Regions from separate parts of the Mus musculus genome. Here all the other regions are linked to region 2. The links are chromatin contacts, called in public HiChIP or PLAC-seq and promoter capture Hi-C maps. All regions are on one chromosome and are shown on one strand. The core of a region is the stretch at or near the end of the contact, and the rest is flanking DNA. Distances in the headings are between cores, read along the strand shown. Region 1 has its middle 62 kb from the start of Map3k7. Region 2 holds the start of Bach2os (BTB and CNC homology 2, opposite strand). Region 3 holds the start of Pnrc1 (proline-rich nuclear receptor coactivator 1). Region 4 holds the start of Pm20d2 (peptidase M20 domain containing 2).

Region 1 (4,712 bases), core at 2,092-4,591, 550 kb after region 2:
CCATTGGGAGAGAGCACATACCTGGTGTTGTAAGCTTGGCTAACCATCAGTACCTGGAAGTCCAGACCCACATGTGGAACTAACTACGAATGCTGTTTAACCAAATTGACACAGCATCTGTTTGTATAAGCTTGGCCCAGGGAGTGGCACTATTAGAAGGTATGGCCCTGTTGGAGTAGGTGTGTCACTGTGGCTGTGGGCTTTAAGACCCTCATCCTAGCTCCCTGAAAGCAATATTCTGCTAGCAGCCTTCAGATGAAGACGTAGAACTCTCAGCTCCTCTTGCATTGTGCCTGCCTGGATGCTGCCATACTCCCACCTTGATAATGGACTGAACCTCTGAACCTGGAAGCCAGCCCCAATTAAATGTCATTACAAGAGTTGCCTTGGTCACGGTGTCTCTTCATAGCAGTAAAACCCTAAGACAGTATCTAACTGCCTTTTAAAATATTAAGTTTATACGCACACACTAAAGCTTCTTCTAGCCTTTAAGAAATGCAAGCTAAAAACCACAGTAAATGAGTTAGGGATCTGGGAGGAGCTGGGAAGATAGTTGATCAGGATATATTGTATGAAACTCTCAAAAGGCAAAATATAACCCAAGCCATAAAAAGGCACACTAACATACCCATTTGAATAGCTATGGTTAAAAAGACGGGGTCTGGAGAGATGACTAAGAGTACTGATTGTTTTATCAGAGGATCTAGGGTCAATTCCCGGCACTCACAGTGTCTCAGAAAGGTCTGCAGTTCCAATTCCAGGGGATCCCATACCCTCTTTTGGCCTCTGTTGACACCAGGAACACACATGATGCATAGACATACATGCAGGCTATGTACCAATACACATAAAATGAAGGATCACACGGTATGTTGGCAAGGTGATGGAGCAACCAACTGGGATTATCATCTTCTGCGAGATTATGAAATTGAACAACTACTTTGGGAAAACTTGTGAATTTTCTGAGCACTTAGACATATTTATATGCTTATAAGGTGACTTGAAGGCTAGAGAAAACATATGTCTATGTGATGGCAGATATATGCTATGTGTGATCTGTTCCAGCAGGTTGTTCTTTGGTGAAAGTGTCCTGTGTCCTGATGGGGAGGTGCCAGGGGGTGAGAAAGATAGAACCCTACAGTTCCTGGAGGAAGCATTACCATCTCATGTGGCATAACTTTCATTTAAATTACACACACACACACACACACACACACACACACACACGCGCGCGCGCGCTTCAAGCTCGTTTCCCTATAGCTTTTTCAAACATCCTTAGTATTCTTCCCTCCCTCCTGCTTCTAACCTCTCCCCATTTTCCAGTTTCCTCCTTCATAGCACCAGTCCTACCATGCCCTCTTGTGGTCCTACCGTGCCCTCTTGAGCTCCTTTCTCACATGGTTCCTTTTTCCTTTCCTGGCTCCTGAGGTTACTTTTGGCTATATACTTACTCCCTTCTCCAGGGCTGGAGCTTGGATCTACAAGTAAGAAAGAACACCTGGCGTTTGTGTCTCTGGGTTGCCTCACTCAGTCCCATTCACTTATTTACCTGCAAACCTTTATCATCTCATTCTGTTACAGCCGAATACTACTGCATTGTGTGTACGTGTATTTCATTTCCCATTCACCGGTTGAATACCATTTACAGTGTTTCCATTTCCTAGCTCTGTGAATAGAGAGGCAAGGGAGCCAGCTGAGCAATCATCTGTGTGGTAAGAAACTACAACCTTCGAGTATAAGCCAAGGAGTGCTATATACCTCCCAAATCGTTTATTGATCGATTGGCTTGAGGCAAGGCCTCATTATCTAGCTTAAGATACCCCCAAACTCACAGTAGTTGTCCTGCCTTAGTTTCCAGAGTGCTCAGACTATTGGCACATGTCTACACTTAGTACTGAGTACTATTACGTTTCTTTCTGTTGCTGTGCCAAAATGCCCGGATGAAAGCAACGCAACGTAAGGAAGGAAGCGTTTCTTTTGGTTTCACAGTTCCAGGTGGCAGTTCATCATGGTAGCGAATTTACAGTGAGTTGCAGGAGTTGGAGGCAACTGGTCACACTGGACCCATACAGAAAGGCAGAGTTGTCCATTCTGGTCCCTCTAGATTCACCTTTAGTCCTGTTGCAGTGTGTCTGCAGGAGCCCCTCTTCTCAGTGCACCGCTATCCCCAAGGGAATGTCTTGGTGCAGAACTCGGCTCCCCTTAGCTCTTTCCCACTATCACCCTTTTAAGCTTTTCCTTAAAGCCCATCTCAATTCCTTTGTGACACCTGCCCACCCACTTTCTACCAGGGATCACATTTGCCTAAGACCCAGAGTGAGCAGTAGCAACCAAAGCAGGAACACTTACCCAACAAGGACAAGGCCAGGTAACTACACCAAGGAACATTTCAAATGCCAGGTGCCGAGACCCCAACACATCATGGAAACATTCACTCTGTACATAGTCTTTTGCTGTACAGGAACTCTAACTTCATCAGGTCCCATTTATTGCTGCTCTTAGTACCTGGGCTATGCATCCTCTTCTGAAACTCCTTTCTGGTGCTGATAAGTTCAAGCCCATCCCCTATTTTCTAACATACTCAGGGTGTATGGGCTTATGCTAAGGTCCTTAATCAATCTGGAATTGAGTTTTGTGCAGCATGATAGAGATGGATGGATTCTGCAGTCTTCTTCACGCAGCCATGCCATCCAGAAACATCAAAGTTGCTGTCAGTTCTACAGTGTGTTTTTTTTTTTCCAATAAACAGCTTTGCACTACAACTTGAAATCAGTTATTATTCAAGATTGCTTTAGCTACGCTGAGTTTTTGTCTTTCCATATGAAGTCGAGTCTTTTTCAGTTCCTATGAAGAATCACGTTTGAAGATAAGGCGTATACGTACAATTCTAAAGACGAACCCATTCTGACCGTTCCTTTGCTTCCCAGAAGATACACAGTTAGCATTCCCTCAGTCATTTCGGGTGCTTTGACTGCAACGGCGTGGCTACGTTCTGAAATATGGAGGTTATCACTAGTCACTGAAGAAGGACAGAAGAATGAAGTTCCTCACTTGGAAATTTAAAATCACCAGGAAACATTTACTCATTCTTAGAAAAAGCTTCCTGGAAAGTAGCCTTTGGAATCTTACAAGACTCAGGTTATACCATGAAAGCTACTGATTTGAAAGGCTGCCCGAAATAACTGATATGAAAAGGCCAGGTGCTTTAAACAGAAACCTGATGCTCCCAGGGCTGCGTGGCTGGCTCATGGCAGAAACAGCAGAGGCTAGGCATGAAGGCAGGCTGGGGCCAGCCCTACATGGGCTAAGAAAGCAAACTGTACTTTTGTGTACCATGCCATGAATCACAGATGACACATGTGTGAGATATGTCAAGTACCCTCAGGCTCTTTGTATAGCCACTGAACAGTTCTAAACATTGTTTTGTGATGTAGTCTTTCCTAGGTAAAGGGTTTTTTTTTTTACTATACTTTTTTGTATGAATGCTTTTGTCTGAGTGTATATATGTGTATCATGTGCATGGTTGATGCCCATGGAGGTCAGGAGAGGGTGTCATATCCCCTTGGAAACAGAATTATGGGGTTGTGAGCTATCAAATGGGTGCTGGGAATTGAACCTGGGTCCTCTCTGTAAAAGCAACAAGTGCTCTCTCTCAGGATTTCTAGTGAGCCCTCTTAGGATTTTTAGCGAGCAGGAGGTATTTATAATTCAACAAAACATTCTTAAAAGTTATACCAACTGTTAGAGTATATACTAAAAAGTAACATGGACCGACCTACCAGCATGCTATTTCCCATGACTGTATACAGTTACAAATGCACACTTTATCCAGGTGAAGGGGAATTCTGCAAGCAAGGGATTGAGATTCTATAAAAGCCATAATAATCTGCCACGGCACTCCGGTCGAGTCAGCTTGACAGGCAGTGATGCCTAAAAGCCACTCATGAGGCAAAGAGTTTCAAGGAAGCTCTCCTCCTGGAGTTTTGGCGCTCTCATTCTCATACTCTTTTCCCGAGTTAGTCTGGTGTATGGATCTACAAGCTCTCTTTTAATATTTTATTATAAATGCCTCTTAAGATTAATTCGGTATAGTTAGTTTCCCCAGTGTTCCAAAATCCCAGAAGCCCCCCCCCCCCCCCCCGAGTTTAGAATCCTGTGAGAAGGCAGCAAGGAAGTTAACCTATTAACTAATTAACTAGTAACTAATTAAGCATTACAATAGCCAGTGGCTCAACTGGTCTGCAGAAAGAGCCAGGGAATCTCACTGAGATAGAAAGCTTTAGTACAGGCTACATTGCATACCAAAAGCAAATTGGCATACTCTCCTGACAAATGGAGATTCTCCAGATAAGAATTTAGCAAGGCCTAGGAATTTAGGGGTCTGTGACATTGCATTATTCTTGAGGCCTGCCAAGAGCAGAACCCCCTGGTGCTATTAACACTAAAGTGTGAAATTCTTGCCTGTCATTAAGCTGATCCTAGGCAGGACTGCTTTATCTTTATTGTAAACATTTACCTGGTTCCTGTAAATCCTTTCGAAGTCATTCCTTTGTTTTGTATCTGGTAAACTTCAATGTACCTTGCCTGCTGTGACTCCCAACCCCTTGTATTCTCTGTACTATAAAGGTCTGATGCTCGACCTGACACATACATTCAGATTCTACACAACCTCTCCTGTGTGCATCTGTCTGTCAATTCATCTGACGCTTTGC
Region 2 (4,257 bases), core at 472-2,971:
ATATTTTTAAAAGAGAGGATGGCAGGGGTGGGAGAGATGGCTCGATAGTTAAGAACACCTGCTATTCTTCCAGAGGACCCAGGTTTGATTTCCAGCACACACACACACACACACACACACACACACACACGAACATACATGGCAGCTCACAATCATCTGTGGCTACAGTTTCAGGGAATCCAATACCCTCTTCTGGTCTCTGTTGGCCCCAGACACACACGTGGTACAGACAGACATACACACAAACAACTATAAAATAGAAATAAATAAATAAAACTCCACAACAATGAAGAGAGGATATCACAACTCTGGAGGTGTCTTCTCTGTTGTTTAATTTTAGTATGTATTATTTTGTAAGAACGGCAACTATGGAGACCTGATGCAGGGAGTGGTCCTCATCTATAAACACAAGAAGTGAAGGTATGGAAATTAGGAATTCAAGGTCATCCTTAGCTACAAACTGACAAACTGAGTTTAAGGCCAGCATGGGCTACTGAAGACCCTAATTGTTTTGTGTGAAAACATTGACTTTGTGTCTGATGCAGAAGCTGAGAGCAAGCCCAGGCTCTCTCTCTCTCTAGGGCCTTGTCAGTCTCCATGGGGTTTGGAGTTCAGGTCGGTGACATTTTTAAAAAATGATTTATTTATTTTATATATTTGAGTACACTGTCACTGTCTTTAGACACATCAGAAGAGGACTTCAGATACCATTACAGATGGTTGAGAACCACTGTGTGGGTGCTGGGAATTGAACTCAGGACCTCCGGAAGAGCAGCTGGCGCTCTTAACCACTGAGCCATCTCTCCAGCCCCAGGTCTGTGACTTTTAACAGCTTCTCTCTGCCCTTCCTTGCTAAGGCGGTGCTGATGGTTTGGGAACTTCTGCAGTTACATCTGTTTCTGCAACTCCTGCACAGTTATGACCTCAGCAATCTTAGCACTTGGGAGGAGGTGGAGGCAGGAAGATTAAGGCCACCCTCAGAGGCCTGTGGAGTTCCAGGCCAGCCCAGGCTATTAGACCCAGCTCAGGTTGCTTAGGTTTTTTTCTCATATTCAATTTCTTGGCTTGGCCAGCAGATGGCAATGTAAGCCTAAATGTCATGTGCTAGGCTAACCTTTAATACTAACACCAGTCAGAGAGGCTAAACTTACAAGTGTATGTCAGTCAGGTGTGTTGTGTTACACCTTTAATCCCAGCACTTGAGAGGCAGAGGCAGGTGGATCTCTGAGTTTGAGCCTAGCCAAGGTTAAATACCGAGAGCTTGTTTCAGAAAAACTCAACCAACACCCCCACCCCTGCAAGAAACCAAAAAATTGAAAGCGGCCACATTAAATAAAGTAAAAACAAAACAAAACAAAACAATCCAGGTGAGTTTCATTTTAAGAACATGTCATTTATCCCAGTGTATAAAATATTTCTAATGTAATCTATACAAGTTATTTACAAAAAATTCAATGATGAAAAATTAAAATCTAAAGCACATTTTATTGTTCCAGTATTGTTCCACAATTCAGATGGGTCCCCACAAAAGGCTTGCTAGACATGTGTAGGACGTGCCCAGGAATCTTACAGATCTCTCAGGAAAAAGAGTCACTGGAGAAAGCATGTGGGCCTGGGTTTATTGGTGAAGAAAGCAACTTCCTGTTAGGATTCAGAGGGTGGAGTGTTGAGTCTGTGTTCTTTAAGAGGTCAAGGGTATGGCTAGTCTGCCCTGAATCTGGGAGTTATCTGTTGGTTGCATCAGATAGTCATGAGGCTCAGTCCTGGTATTTGTGCCCAGTTGATCACCATGCACAAAGGTAAGCACACTAAAGAATCATTTGCCTTTCCTAGGGCCGGGTGAAAATTCTGTCGGGTTACTTCCTAGCTGTGCACTTACTCCATGTGGCACTTACTATGCCTCCCATGTGGTGAGTGCAGGCAGGACAAATGGCTCCTTTGCAGGCTGTTGGAAAGGCCTTTGCCTGTGGGGCTGTTTCTCCTAGGCTTCCAATGATACAGTGCACTGTTTATCTCCATTTTCCAAGCTTTGGATAACAGACACTCAGATCCTAGATGGTGCCCCAGCAGCACACAGGTCGTCAGTTGGAGACATAGCACCTGGGCATCACAAAAGCTGTGCACCCTTGGGGCTCAGGGGACTTCTATTTCCACTGACAGCAGAGCCATCTTACTTCAGCTCCAGACTGTATTTGCTTACTTGCAGAAAGAAAACATGCCACAGAGCAGATCACAAGGAAAGTCTAAAGGGCTTCCGCACCGAGCGCTACTGTATTTAAAGCCATCTAGACAGCAAACACAGACCAGGTAGACAGGATGGAAGGTTGGCGGGGGAAAGGGAAAATCAACAATGGCAGTGTCAAAGTCCTTGGAGCAAAAGCAAACCACACATGGAATTTCATCAGGGATTGTTGCAATCGGGCTTCGTTTTTAAAGACGGTCAGTGGAGAAGAAAACAGTCAGCCATACATCTTCTTCTCTCTCAGGGGGAAGGGAGCCCTCACTCTTGTGCTGGGTTCTGTTTGTAGATCTGCTAGCCACACAGCAAGGAGGAACTTACACTGACCAGCAGGTGGGAGCACCTGCCTTGTTCCTCAAGGGATGCGGAGGCTCAACCTCAGCCCTCGGCTGTTTCCAAGGCAACGGGCGGGCATTCCTGGAGATGAGGGGCAGCCCTGGGCCTTTCCAGAGGAATATTTTCACAAGCTTTTGTGTGCATCCATGTACCCCACACAGGGCTGAAAACTAGGTAATGTGACAACGTCTTGGAAAGCCGACCAGCTGCGAGAAAGCTCACGCCTCTGCTCTTTCCTCCAGGAGATTAATACAACGTACACAAGCTTGTACAGCTTGCTGTTTGAGTCAGTGCTCCTGCCTAACATATCCTTCCAGACGGTACTTCTCATCAGAGGTGTTTACTCTCTGGGTCCCCAGAGACAGCACAGAGTAGACAATATGACACAATGAAACATTCTGCTAACTCTCGCCCCCACCTGTCCGAATAGCCTGCTGTTATGGCCAGTGGACTCTGGGCAGGGAGGCTGCACGGTAGACAGGCCTGGGAGATTTGTAGGCGATGAATCTCTTTAGTTGTGGACTGCTTTGGTTTTTGGTTAAGGCTTGGAGACAGAGGAATAGTCACTGAGTCAGCAGGCCAAATGTGAAAGAGGGTACTATTGGCCACTGCTGCGGTTTGCACAATATGTTCCTGTTGGTCATACCAGTCTTGCCAAAGTGCTGACTCTCTCCCTGCCTCTGGAACCCACAGGAAGTGCAGGATTAGAGGTCATTTTTCAGTATGGGACCTACACTGCTCGCCAGCAATGCCCGGAGGAAGGTTAGACTTTGTGGGAGTCCCAGCTTTTTAGCAGTCTGTGAAATCAATTCCTGCAGTTTGTAGCCAGGGACCCCTGACCTAGAGATGGCAAAGGGCAGAGAACCTTCTGCATGAGACCTAACCTGCCTTCTCGGCACACTTACATGGCCAGAGAGAAAACCTAGACAGGGAGGCTGGGAGATCACTGCTGCCTAACGACTGCCCACATCCTGTAGCCTAAACCATTTCCCTCATTTCAATTAAGATATCACTGAAAAGCTAATTTCCTATAAAGAATTCAAAGATGAGACAAAAGAGGAAAAGTTCCTGCTCTTAAGCAATGCTTATTCTGCCCTGGTGCATTTCTCTACAATGTTTGCTCTGCACAGTTTTTATGGAATTGTGACAGTGACACTCTGCCCATCTCATCCCACCAAACTTTTAGGCACACATTTCACTTGCCCGTTACCTCTGGTTTGCTGGGCAGAGACTACTGAAGGAGGAGGGTAGAGAAGTAGATTTGGAAGCAAAAGCCAAAACCAAGAATCTGTTTCTTCTACGAGTCCCAGGAGCAGAGCGGCCTGTGGAACCTTTCCTGCTTTGATATTTTGTTCTCATCAGACATGAGCTGAAGCCACAGGCGTACAGGGCCAGGCTGAGTGGGCACCCTGGAGACCATGGCAATGTACTGGCTCTCCAAGATGCTTCTGCGCCATGTTATCCCCAGGGTATCTGAGATTCACTCCTAAGACCACAGGAATTAGCATTGTGGTCCCAGGAAATCCATTCTCTCTGTTCCAGACCTCTTGAGGGTCTGTGAGTCAGAGATAATAATTGCTCCACTCAGCTTCTGGGCTTGCTATGAGAAATAAAATCGGGCAATAGAAAGGAATTGCCTTGTGAGCGAGGTGAGGCACATCTTTCTTTGTCATATGGTTTCC
Region 3 (4,864 bases), core at 315-2,814, 680 kb before region 2:
GGTAGCGCATGCCTTTAATCCCAGCACTTGGGAGGCAGAGGCAGGCGGATTTTTGAGTTTGAGGCCAGCCTGGTCTACAAAGTGAGTTCCAGGACAGCCAGGGCTATACAGAGAAACCCTGTCTCAAAAAAAAAAAAAAAAAAAAAAGGTCTGAACTGAAATCAGGAATGGATATTCCTGACTTTCACCATCATCTGTTCACTATCAAAGAATCAATGTACTGGGAGTGGCTGTGTAGAAAGAAGTAAGATGTCAGGGCTCCCTTCTGGGATCTCTAGCCTGAGAACAAAGACATTCCCTACTGCTGGCCAAAGACAATGGAACTATTCCCTGCCTCTAACCTCCTAGCTCATTCCCATCTTCTGTTCTCCTCACAGTGTGTGTGTGTCTATGTGTGTGTGTGTGTGTGTGTGTGTGTGTAGTGGAAGCAGGTTTGCGGCAGAATGTGTTTGGAAGTCAGAGGGCCACTTTGTGGTTTTGGCTGTCTTTCATTTTTAGGTGGCTTACAGGGATGGGACTCAGGCTGCTAGGCTTATATAGCAAGCATTTTAATTACTCACTGATCCATCTAGATGCCCTGCTCTTTTTATTATGAGGCAGAGTCTCATTAAATTCCCTACACTAGAAATTTCCCATCCTCTACTTCTGCCTCTCCAGGAGCTAGTGTTACAGGTCTTGACCTTGCCATACCTAGACCAGAGTTCAGATTCTTCTGTTAATTTTTTAATGATTTGTGTCTAATTCTTTAGTCTCTTGTATGCCTTACTGTAAAATGATTAAAAAAAAATTATTGGACAATGGTGACATGGGCCTTTAATCCCAGCACTAGGGAGGCAGAGACTGGTGTATCTCTGTGTTCGAGGCCAGCCTGGTCTACAGATCGAGTACAGAGTACAGCCTGGGCTACACAAAGAGTAACGCCATCTCGAAGAAAGAAAAAAGAGGAAACTAAATAAATAAAGCCCCAATCATTAAAGAAGTATGTTTCAAACAAGATGAATTACAGAAATTGGTTCTGAGGTCCTATTTGGTAACTGGTGTCTACAGTTCTTTTCTGTATTAAACTGTGAGTAGAGAATTCTGTTAACCCAGTTAGCTAGCAACTGTAGCAGAGCTGTTTTCTCTGGGTGGGACAAAGGCCAATTGGTTGGCAGCAGCATCAAGTTTCAGGGGCAATGTGAGATCTCAAGAGACTCCCAGAGATCTTTAGCTATAAAGGCAGTAAAAAATTAAAGGCCCATTTTCGGCATTATAGAGTACTTCTGATGAGCTGAAGAATCCTTCAGTAAACCCTTTTTTATTTTCACCACCAGGGTTAATTGGCAGCGTCGGAAAACCGAATGAGAAACCACATAGCCAAATTTCACTGTAGGTTAAATGGAGGCAGATCTTCACCAGTGCTGTAAATCCTTAGTGAAATAAATCCTTAGTGTTCTCCGAAATCTCTTAAAATTTTTATGTAGGGCTGAAATCGAAAACCTACAAAGCAGTCCTTTCTGGAGGTCAGAAGCTTCCTAGTTCCTCCACCGCCTCTCTCCTCCTCCTCCCCTGCCCCACCCCCAGGCTACCCCAAAGGATCGCTGCCAGGGAGGTGAGGCAGAAGTCGAACTTCATTGTTCACGGGACACTCTCGGTAAGAGCCCGTTGGGCGCGCCTGCGCAACGTGCGCTCTTTGTGAAGGGCTGCAGCAGGCTGCTTGTTTGTGTCTTGCCTCGGGGCGCGGAGGCGGGACCGAGGGAGTGGCCTGGCAGGCGCACGCGGATTGGGCCGCCGCAGGGAGGTGGGCGGGCACGGGGCGGGGCCTCGGGTAACAACACTGGCCGCGGTGGCCAGCGCTATTTGTTGCTGCGCCGCCTCGCCCGAGTCATGGTCCTTGCTCCGAACCTTCCAGCAGCAGCCTCCGCCGCCGCCCCGTGACTCCTGCTCCCCGCCTTTCTGCCGAGTCCCCGCGCCATGACCGTCGTCTCCGTCCCACAGCGAGATCTCGCTCTGAGCGGCCGCTTAGCGCCGCTCGGGTTCCTCGGGGCCCTCCCGATGGTGAACCCGGCCCCGCCGCCCTTGCCGCGCCTTCCGGACCCGCGCGCGCTGCCACCCACCCTCTTCCTGCCGCACTTCCTCGGGGGGGACGGGCCGTGCCTGGCGCCCGCGCCTCGCACCACCGCGCCGTCCGGCTGCACCTTGGCCCCGGCGGCTGCCCCGCGGGCGGCGCCCAAGAAGCGGCGGAAGAAAAAGGTGCGGGCCAGCCCGGCCGGGCAGCTGCCCAGCCGCTTCCACCAGTTCCAGCAGCACCGGCCGAGCCTGGAGGGTGGTCGCAGCCCGGCGCCGGGGCCAATCGTCGCGCAGGAGGAGCGAGGTCTGGCGGCCACTGCCCTGCTCCACAGACAGCCCCCACTCGCGAAGGAGGTAGGGCCGGTGGGGGCGGGGCGGCTGTTTACTCGGGAGGGAAGTTTCCGTGACGCTCGCTCGAGTGGTGGGGCGGAAGCGGGAGGGGGGCTGGGCGGCTGCGCTGGCGCCGCCCATTGGCTCCGGAGCCAGCCAATGGGAGCGGCGGCTACGGCCCAGCAACAGCCTGCATTTAGAAGCTTGGCGGCGCTCCAGGGGGTTTCGGCGTTCGGGGCTCAGGGACCTGCGGAGGGCTGACGTCAGCCCGCTACGTGCAGCGCTCTGGGGCGCTCATGAAGGCGGTGCTGGGTGGGGGCGGAGGCGCAGGCGCAGGCGCGGTGCCCAGTGGGGCACCGGGCGGGCGGGACCCACGCACAGCCAGATCCGCTGAGTCGGACTGCTGTTGGGAAGTTGGCAGGAGTCTCCGTCTGATGCCCGACGCGAAGGTGTCCCGGGCCCTGTGCAGGCCGGCACGAGCTTGCCTCGCTGGAGGGGGCTTCTAAGCAGCGCCCTGAATGAGTTTTTAGAAGTTATAAAATGGACTCCTCGGTTAACGGATCTGGATAACTGGGATACAGTTTTGTCGAGGCTAAAGGATTTGAGAGTTGTCTTAGCATGAAAAACAAAAGCCGAAACCACCTTTTTCATACAGCTTGAAGAATTCTTTGTTGGTAGTGACACGAAAAGCAGCCATTGTACTGAAATTGTACTTGATCAAGATGTGCCCATGAAGAGGAATAAGAATTTAGATCCTGAAGTGGTTTTTTGTTTGGTTTGGTTTGGTTTTTAGTTTTTCAGACAGGCACTTGCATTAGCTTAGAACTCACTGTACATTGGAGAAGATTCTATTTTTCAGAGGCAGTTTTGAACGGGAAAGACAGTATGACCTTGTACTTGGGTCTCAGTTTTTGTGTCCTTACTATATCATGCAAGCATCAGAGGGGCAGTGATCTAAGGGTGTTTTCATTTGGTGCACATTTCTGTAGATTATGCTGGGAAAGTTACTACAGTGCAAAAGTTTGTGGCCTGTTAGGATTCGGGCTGTAGCCCCGGCTGGCCTGGAATTTACCTTTCTGCTTCTGCCTTACAGACCTTTTGGCTGAGCTTAGAAGGTCGTCCATGAAGTTGCTGAATCTGAAAGGCAGACGGGAACTTTTTTTCTAACCTATAGAGGACACTTGTTCCTTACTGTTGTTTACAGTTAGAAAAGATGGACATTGAGTTTTTTTTAAGTGATATTTTTCTGAATGTAAGTTTGATATATGCTATAATTAACAGCATCAATTCAATAGCAACATAAGAGGCGTGCACATTTGAACATCCAGTAGTAAGCACATCCCACACATAACGTATTTATTTAAAACCGGATTAAATTCTAGAGGACTTTAAAAGCAAGTTTGTAAAATATATGTAAAGATAACTTTTATCTTGAAAATTGCTCACTTTTGTGTTCCTTTGTAGGTTTTAAAATCAAAGATGGGAAAATCGGAGAAAATTGCCCTTCCCCACAGCCAGCTTGTGCATGGTATACACTTGTGTGAACAACCAAAGATAAACAGACAGAAAAGCAAATACAACTTGCCACTAACCAAGATCACCTCTGCAAAAAGGAATGAAAGTGACTTTTGGCAGGATTCTGCTTCCTCCGATCGAATGCAGAAGCAGGAAAAAAAGTCTTTTAAAAATACTGAGAACATTAAAAGTAACCATTTGAAGAAATCAGCATTTCTAACAGAAGTGAGCCAAAAGGAAAATTACGCCGGAGCAAAGTTCAGTGACCCACCTTCCCCTAGTGTCCTCCCAAAGCCTCCGAGTCACTGGATGGGAAGTACCGCCGAGAACCCCAGCCAGAGCCGGGAGCTGATGGCAGTGCACTTGAAAACGCTCCTCAAGGTGCAGACCTAGGCTTGCGTCTGCAGTGTGTGGTAAACATCGATTTCCCCAGACCTTTGGACTCGAAAGGAAACGGATACAGCAGTGAAAACTTGCCCTGTTGCAGCATCCGACACAATGAGCTTAAGTCACACAAGCAGCTTGTATTATATTTTATATTTTGTAAATACTGTATACCATGTATTATGTGTACATTGTTCATACTTGAGAGGACATTATAGTTTTGTTATGAAAGTATGTATTTTGCCCTGCAGCTGTGGTGGTGTTTTGTATATATACAGTGGAGATAGTCTAAGTGGGTGCTAAGGCACATGGAAGACTGTTTATTTGCACAGGTACCGAAATTTTTTTAAGAACAGCTGTCAAATCTCAAAAGTGAAGATGTAACTGTGAACAATTTCCTTATGTACTACTGAAGGTGAAATTCGGCACAATCACTGTAATCATGGAGTCTGTGTTGCTCTAAATTGACAACTTGACTTTTAATCTGCAATTCCTAGAAAGCTTCCCGTTTTTACCAAACTTCATTTCTGGATATTGGTATATTGCCATTATGGAGATTTAAAACACCTCTAATTTTAAATACCAA
Region 4 (4,913 bases), core at 1,267-3,766, 620 kb before region 2:
TTAGGAAGATATTCTTGAGCTGGGAAGATGGCTCAAAATGTAAAATCACTGCTCTGCAAGTATAAGTTCAAATCCCCACTGCCCATGTAAAAAGCTGGATGTGGCTGTACAATGCTACCATGAGAGTCAAGAATAATAATTAGCCAAAGGTATTTACTGTCACAGAGGAAGGATTTCTAGTCAGCGTTCTGTGGCTAGGCAGAGACACTGTCTACGCCAGATCTTATAAAAGAGAAGCATTTACTGGGGATGTCTTACAGTTAGTTTCATAGGTTTGATCCATTATCATCACGACAGGGAACATGGAGTCACGTAGGCAGACATGGTGCTAGAGAAGTACCTCAGTGTTTTACATCCAATCCAGAGGCAGCAGGAAGAGAAAGACACTGGGCCTGGCTTGGGCTTTTAACCTACTGCACCCCCCCAGTGACATACTTACTTCCTCCAACAATCTTGCCCAAGCTAGTATCTTGCTGGCAAGAATTCACTCGGACAACCGGATCTTTCTACGGCAAAGCTTTTATTGCTTCAACATAAGGAAGACCCGAACCCGGAAAATGGTGCTGCTTATATAGCCTGCAGCGTGACGTTTCAGCACCTGATGTGGCGTGACAGCACCCGATTAGTTGCTCGCCCATCACCCCATTACTTACGCCCTGAGATGGGCAGTGGCTGGGCGTGAATTTACTCTTGCACTTGCGCATAAGGCTTGTTTACTAGTTAGGCACAGTGGAAGCCAGCGCCATCTTATAATGGTGATTGCTCACGGCATGGCTCTCCACACAACAAGGCCACACCTAATCCCTTTCAAGTAGTATCTCTCCCCAGTGATCATGCATTCAAATATAGGAGTCTACAGGGACCATTCTTATTCAAACCACCACAAGGGATGTTATATCTATGCTGTTAGGTGCTAGAAAATGGAACAAAAAAAAGTATGAAGACTGAAGAGAAGATACAATTTATTAAAGAGATTCAAGAATACAAATCACCATGCACAAGAAATCCATGATGTCAAAAGTAGAAACTGAATACATATATGTCTGGGTGGGCAGACTACGCAGGAGGAACCCAGCCCAGAGTTACCTATCTTTCCACCACATCAGATGACAACAGTATTACTTTGTAACAAGCAACCTAAATAGCAGCTTGTCTCTAAAGTTTATACACAAGCCTGTGTGTAGCTGTCTAATGAGAACAAACAGGATTTCCACTGCTATTGGCAGAGCTCTGCTGTAAAAATTTATTGAAGATGAATGATTGTGTCCATTGTGATATAAATAGATGATTTGTGAATTCAGATGTCACAAGCAATCAAGTGTAGTGGTTAGATGTTGTCTTTTGTGGAAATCTGTGCCCAGTACTTAGTGAGTTGTATAATCTTGGATGCCCATCTGTAATTTGAAGATAATAGTCACACTAAAAACCTCATAGGTTGGGATGAGAAATAGGTATTAACATTTAAAACATCCAGAAAAGCACTTGGTGCAGAGTGAGTGATCTTATTATTTTGACATTATTCTGGCTTTTAGCCAGTTCACTGAGCAAAATAATCTGGAGTCTCATAGATGCTGGAGGACTCCTGTAAAGGAGTTACAAGAGTAAAGTTAAGAAAATGACGGTGGGGCTGGAGGACCAGGGTTCAGTTCCCATTCACCCAGAGGGTGGCTCGCAATCATGTGTAACTCGTTTCAGGCGATCTGACGCCCTCTTCTGACCTCCTCAGGCACCAGACTCGGTGTGCACGCATACATTCAGACAAAACAAACAAAATAACACAAAAAAATGTTAAAAAAAGTTTTAAAAAAGGAAAGTGAGTCCATTCATGAATTTATATCACATTTATTGTGTTTAGGGAAAAGTTTCATTCGGTTAGGGTGTTAACTAAGGACAGTTTTTTTCACGTTAGAGTGTGACCTGGACTCTGGCGTTTTAGGGTATAAACTAGTAAAAATTGATTACAGTCTGCCTTTTTCTTCTCTTCATTCCTTCCACTTCCCTCGAGTTTACTCTGTATAGCCCTGGCTGTCCTGGAACTCACTTTGTAGACCAAGCTGGCCTCGAACTCAGAGATCCACCTGCCTCTGCCTCCCAAATGCTTGGGATTAAAGGCGTGCACTCCTTAAAAAAATCATATATATATATATATATATATATATATATATATATATATATATATATATGGTATCTTATTTGACCTAGTTGTGGCAATTTAAGAGAGGGTAGAATAGGAAGAACACGCAGAAGCTTTTAATACAAGAAAACCTCAGACTACTAATTATTAGGTGTGTATCATCAATAACAATTTTGAACTTGTATCACTCTGGAGGAAAAGGAGAGTATGACTTCTTGAATTTCCTCATCGGGTAACTTTAGACCCGTTATGAACACAAGCTGTGCAAATCATGTTACTTGGGCTTGTCAATCAAAATTTTGGATAAAACTTGTCCTATACAATTCCTCTTCTTAGGAGTTGGCGCCCCAGCTCCAGGCCGAGCCTTGAGGGCGGAGCTACAGGGCAACTCCTGACCTGGGGGGTGGGGGGTTAAGTTAGAGTTAGGGTGGTGCTGTACGGTGGGCGAGCGCGGGGCGCTGGTCGCCGAAGCCGCCGAGGGCGGCCGAGGACTGATTAGGACAGCCGAGCGGTGCGGACTGCCAAGGGCTGCCGAGGCGCCTAGCCTTGCGGAGGGCTGCCAAGGACAGCTAAGCGTTGCCAAGGGCGGCCAAGCGCTGCCAAGGTGCCGCCGAGCGTTGCATAGGACTGGCAAGGACTGCCGAGCGGCGCCGAGCGTTGCCGAAGTCAGATAAGACAGCCGAGCGCCGCCGAGCCTCGCAGAGGGCGGACGAGGAGAGACCGCAGCACGCCCGCGCCATGGGTCCGGTGGTGGAGCGGCCGGCCGAGCCCGGCACGAGCAGCGCCGCCGAGCTGGAGCTGCTGAAACGGCGAGCGGCCGAGCGCATCGACGAGGCGGCCGAGCGCCTGGGCGCGCTGAGCCGCGCCATCTGGAGCGCGCCCGAGCTGGCCTACGAAGAGCACCGCGCGCACGGCGAGCTCACGCGCTTCTTCGAGTGCGAGCCGCCGGCCGCCTCGTGGGCGGTGCAGCCGCACTTCGGGCTCCCCACCGCCTTCCGTGCCGAGTGGGCGCCGCCGGAGTCCGCGGCGGGGCCCCGCGCGCTGCAGGTGGCCTTCCTGTGCGAGTACGACGCGCTGCCAGCCCTGGGCCACGCCTGCGGCCACAACCTCATCGCCGAGGTCGGGGTGGCTGCGGCGCTCGGCCTGCGGGCTGCGCTGGAGAGCATCGCTGCGCCGCCGCCGGTCAAGGTGAGCCACTCCGGGCCAGCGCGGGGCGTGCCGGATCCAGCCCGGAGTGCCAGACCAGTCGGAGTACCAGACCGGTTATTTTTGGTGGCAGACAGCTGCAGTTTGCTCATTGGGTCGTGTGCTATCTGGAGGAAATAAATGGAGACTTAACAAACAAAAGATTTTGATTTGAATAATTGGTATTTGTATAGTAAATTTCAGTGTTTAGAACTACCAGGCTGCCAAACCACTAAAGAGCAGAACTAACGGAGAAGCTAACAAAACATTTACTACGTAGATAGGTTCATATTTAAGTGTACATTTTATTTCATATTAAACAGGCGTCTCGGTTCTTTAAGCAGGAAAATGTCGTGCATGTCTGTCTTGGGCAGGTCCGATCTTGTGTTTACTCTTTAGGATAGTGTATTTAATTCTGTGAGCAAGGTTATATGTCACAACTCAGCTCGGCTCACCCGCCAGTGGCAGTAATGTAATCCTCTGCAACAAACAATTTATCTCTTGTGGCCTCTAGGTTTCTGTGTTGTTTGGGGAGGAGGGCCGTGAGACCCTGGACCGACTTAGGAAAGTTCTCAGCGGTTGGCAATGAGCCCAGTAGATTCAGAGAGGCTTAGCGGCCAGGAGTGGTGGTGCATGCCAGGCGGAGCTCTGTGAGTTCGAGGTCAGCCTAGTCTATCTGAGCTCCAGGACAGTCAGGATTACATAGAGAGACCCTGTCTTACCCCCTCCCTCAAAAAGCAGCTTAACTTAAGGTACATTATAAATTTAAAAATAAATAAAGCCAGACTTTGAGAAGTATACCAACTTCAAATTTCAAGTGGTTGTTCTCAGCAACGTTCCTCTCTTACCAGAAAATGGAATATGAGTGGATTCCCTTTGCTTTCATTGTATTTTTATACCTGACCTTAACAATACTTTAATCTTATGCAGAGGCTGTGCCTTTGCTTTTTAAAAATTGCTTGAAGAAGTTAAGCTTAGGTATCAAAGTAAAAGGTTTATTCTGTCAAGTTCTCTTTTGTTCGATTAGGTGTTTGGTGACCCTTAGGTCTTCCTGGTTGAACTGGTGAAATCGAGTTAGTAAGTTTGTGTAATAGTTGGGGGTTTCTAACCATGGCACTGAGGTTGTTTAAGGCTCGTCAATGAAAGGTTAATGAGTTAAGACTTTTAAGGTGGTTTCTCAGTGAGGAGTCCGTCTCAACCGGAAGGAGAGCTCTGTAGGCTCTGGAGACTTGCTTTGTAACCCGGGACGCCTGTAGCCTGCCTGAAATGATGCAGACTGCAGACTGCTTACTACCTCGCAGGCTTCTTGTGAGGGTAACAGACAGGCCACGTGCAAGATCCTTTTCAGTAAAGCTCATGACTGATTGATTATACCTGTCATACACATACATTAAACAGTCTTAGCCACGAAGAAACTTTAACAGATAAGTCCTAGCAAATGTTAAAGTACATATAATTCTACTTCTTTTGGTCTTTGTTATGACTTGGGTGGAGTATAAAATTGGGGGAATTTTCCTATAGCACTTCTAGCATGCATTTATACCAGATTACTATAACAATACATATTAAATTTTATGATTCTGCACAATATACT

Evidence for each region. Promoter capture Hi-C pulls out the DNA fragments that hold promoters and counts their contacts. HiChIP or PLAC-seq counts read pairs in DNA pulled down with a chosen protein or histone mark.
Region 1: a promoter capture Hi-C map of trophoblast stem cells shows a contact between it and region 2, with 14 times the contacts expected there. The contact joins the enhancer-like site here to the promoter of Bach2os in region 2. A contact is called at or near these places in 16 of 39 promoter capture datasets (the 3T3-L1 cell line, 3T3-L1-derived adipocytes, the C10 cell line and 11 more), 1 of 15 datasets of contacts at CTCF or cohesin (large pre-B cells), 3 of 484 Hi-C or Micro-C datasets (bone marrow-derived macrophages, cerebellar granule neurons and embryonic stem cells), 12 of 115 datasets of contacts at active chromatin or transcription factors (T-cell acute lymphoblastic leukemia, acute myeloid leukemia, bone marrow-derived dendritic cells and 8 more) and 3 of 9 other capture datasets (adipose tissue, embryonic stem cells and liver).
Region 3: a contact with region 2 is called in a promoter capture Hi-C map of liver, with 4 times the contacts expected there. The contact joins the promoter of Pnrc1 here to the promoter of Bach2os in region 2. A contact is called at or near these places in 4 of 39 promoter capture datasets (the 3T3-L1 cell line, liver and stem cell-derived epiblast-like cells), 1 of 15 datasets of contacts at CTCF or cohesin (embryonic stem cells), 2 of 484 Hi-C or Micro-C datasets (both in liver) and 9 of 115 datasets of contacts at active chromatin or transcription factors (the 230-238 cell line, bone marrow-derived dendritic cells, effector CD8 T cells and 4 more).
Region 4: a contact with region 2 is called in an H3K4me3 HiChIP or PLAC-seq map of embryonic stem cells, with 5 times the contacts expected there. The contact joins the promoter of Pm20d2 here to the promoter of Bach2os in region 2. A contact is called at or near these places in 2 of 484 Hi-C or Micro-C datasets (the G1E-ER4 cell line and cardiomyocytes), 2 of 115 datasets of contacts at active chromatin or transcription factors (embryonic stem cells and stem cell-derived neural progenitor cells) and 1 of 9 other capture datasets (embryonic stem cells).

Annotation. Positions count from the first base shown.
Region 1 is chr4:32,023,935-32,028,646 of GRCm38.p6, reverse strand. No RefSeq gene overlaps it. Among named protein-coding and RNA genes, the nearest start is that of Map3k7, 62 kb to the right of the region's middle. Within about 2 kb of position 3,341, at least 12 of the 459 cell types and tissues checked have an H3K27ac peak or open chromatin away from gene starts, as enhancers often do. A contact at or near this core is called in trophoblast stem cells, where this site is marked.
Region 2 is chr4:32,569,126-32,573,382 of GRCm38.p6, reverse strand. Bach2os (BTB and CNC homology 2, opposite strand) reads left to right here and starts at 1,721. Exons shown (of 5, transcript NR_026843.1): 1 at 1,721-1,799. All of the region lies in intron 3 of Bach2 (BTB and CNC homology, basic leucine zipper transcription factor 2), which reads right to left.
Region 3 is chr4:33,245,487-33,250,350 of GRCm38.p6, reverse strand. It overlaps Pnrc1 (proline-rich nuclear receptor coactivator 1), which reads left to right and starts at 1,564. Exons shown (of 2, transcript NM_001033225.2): 1 at 1,564-2,403; 2 at 3,844-4,864. The coding sequence starts at 1,954. The coding sequence ends at 4,287.
Region 4 is chr4:33,187,340-33,192,252 of GRCm38.p6, reverse strand. It overlaps Pm20d2 (peptidase M20 domain containing 2), which reads left to right and starts at 2,516. Exons shown (of 7, transcript NM_001034867.2): 1 at 2,516-3,322. The coding sequence starts at 2,873.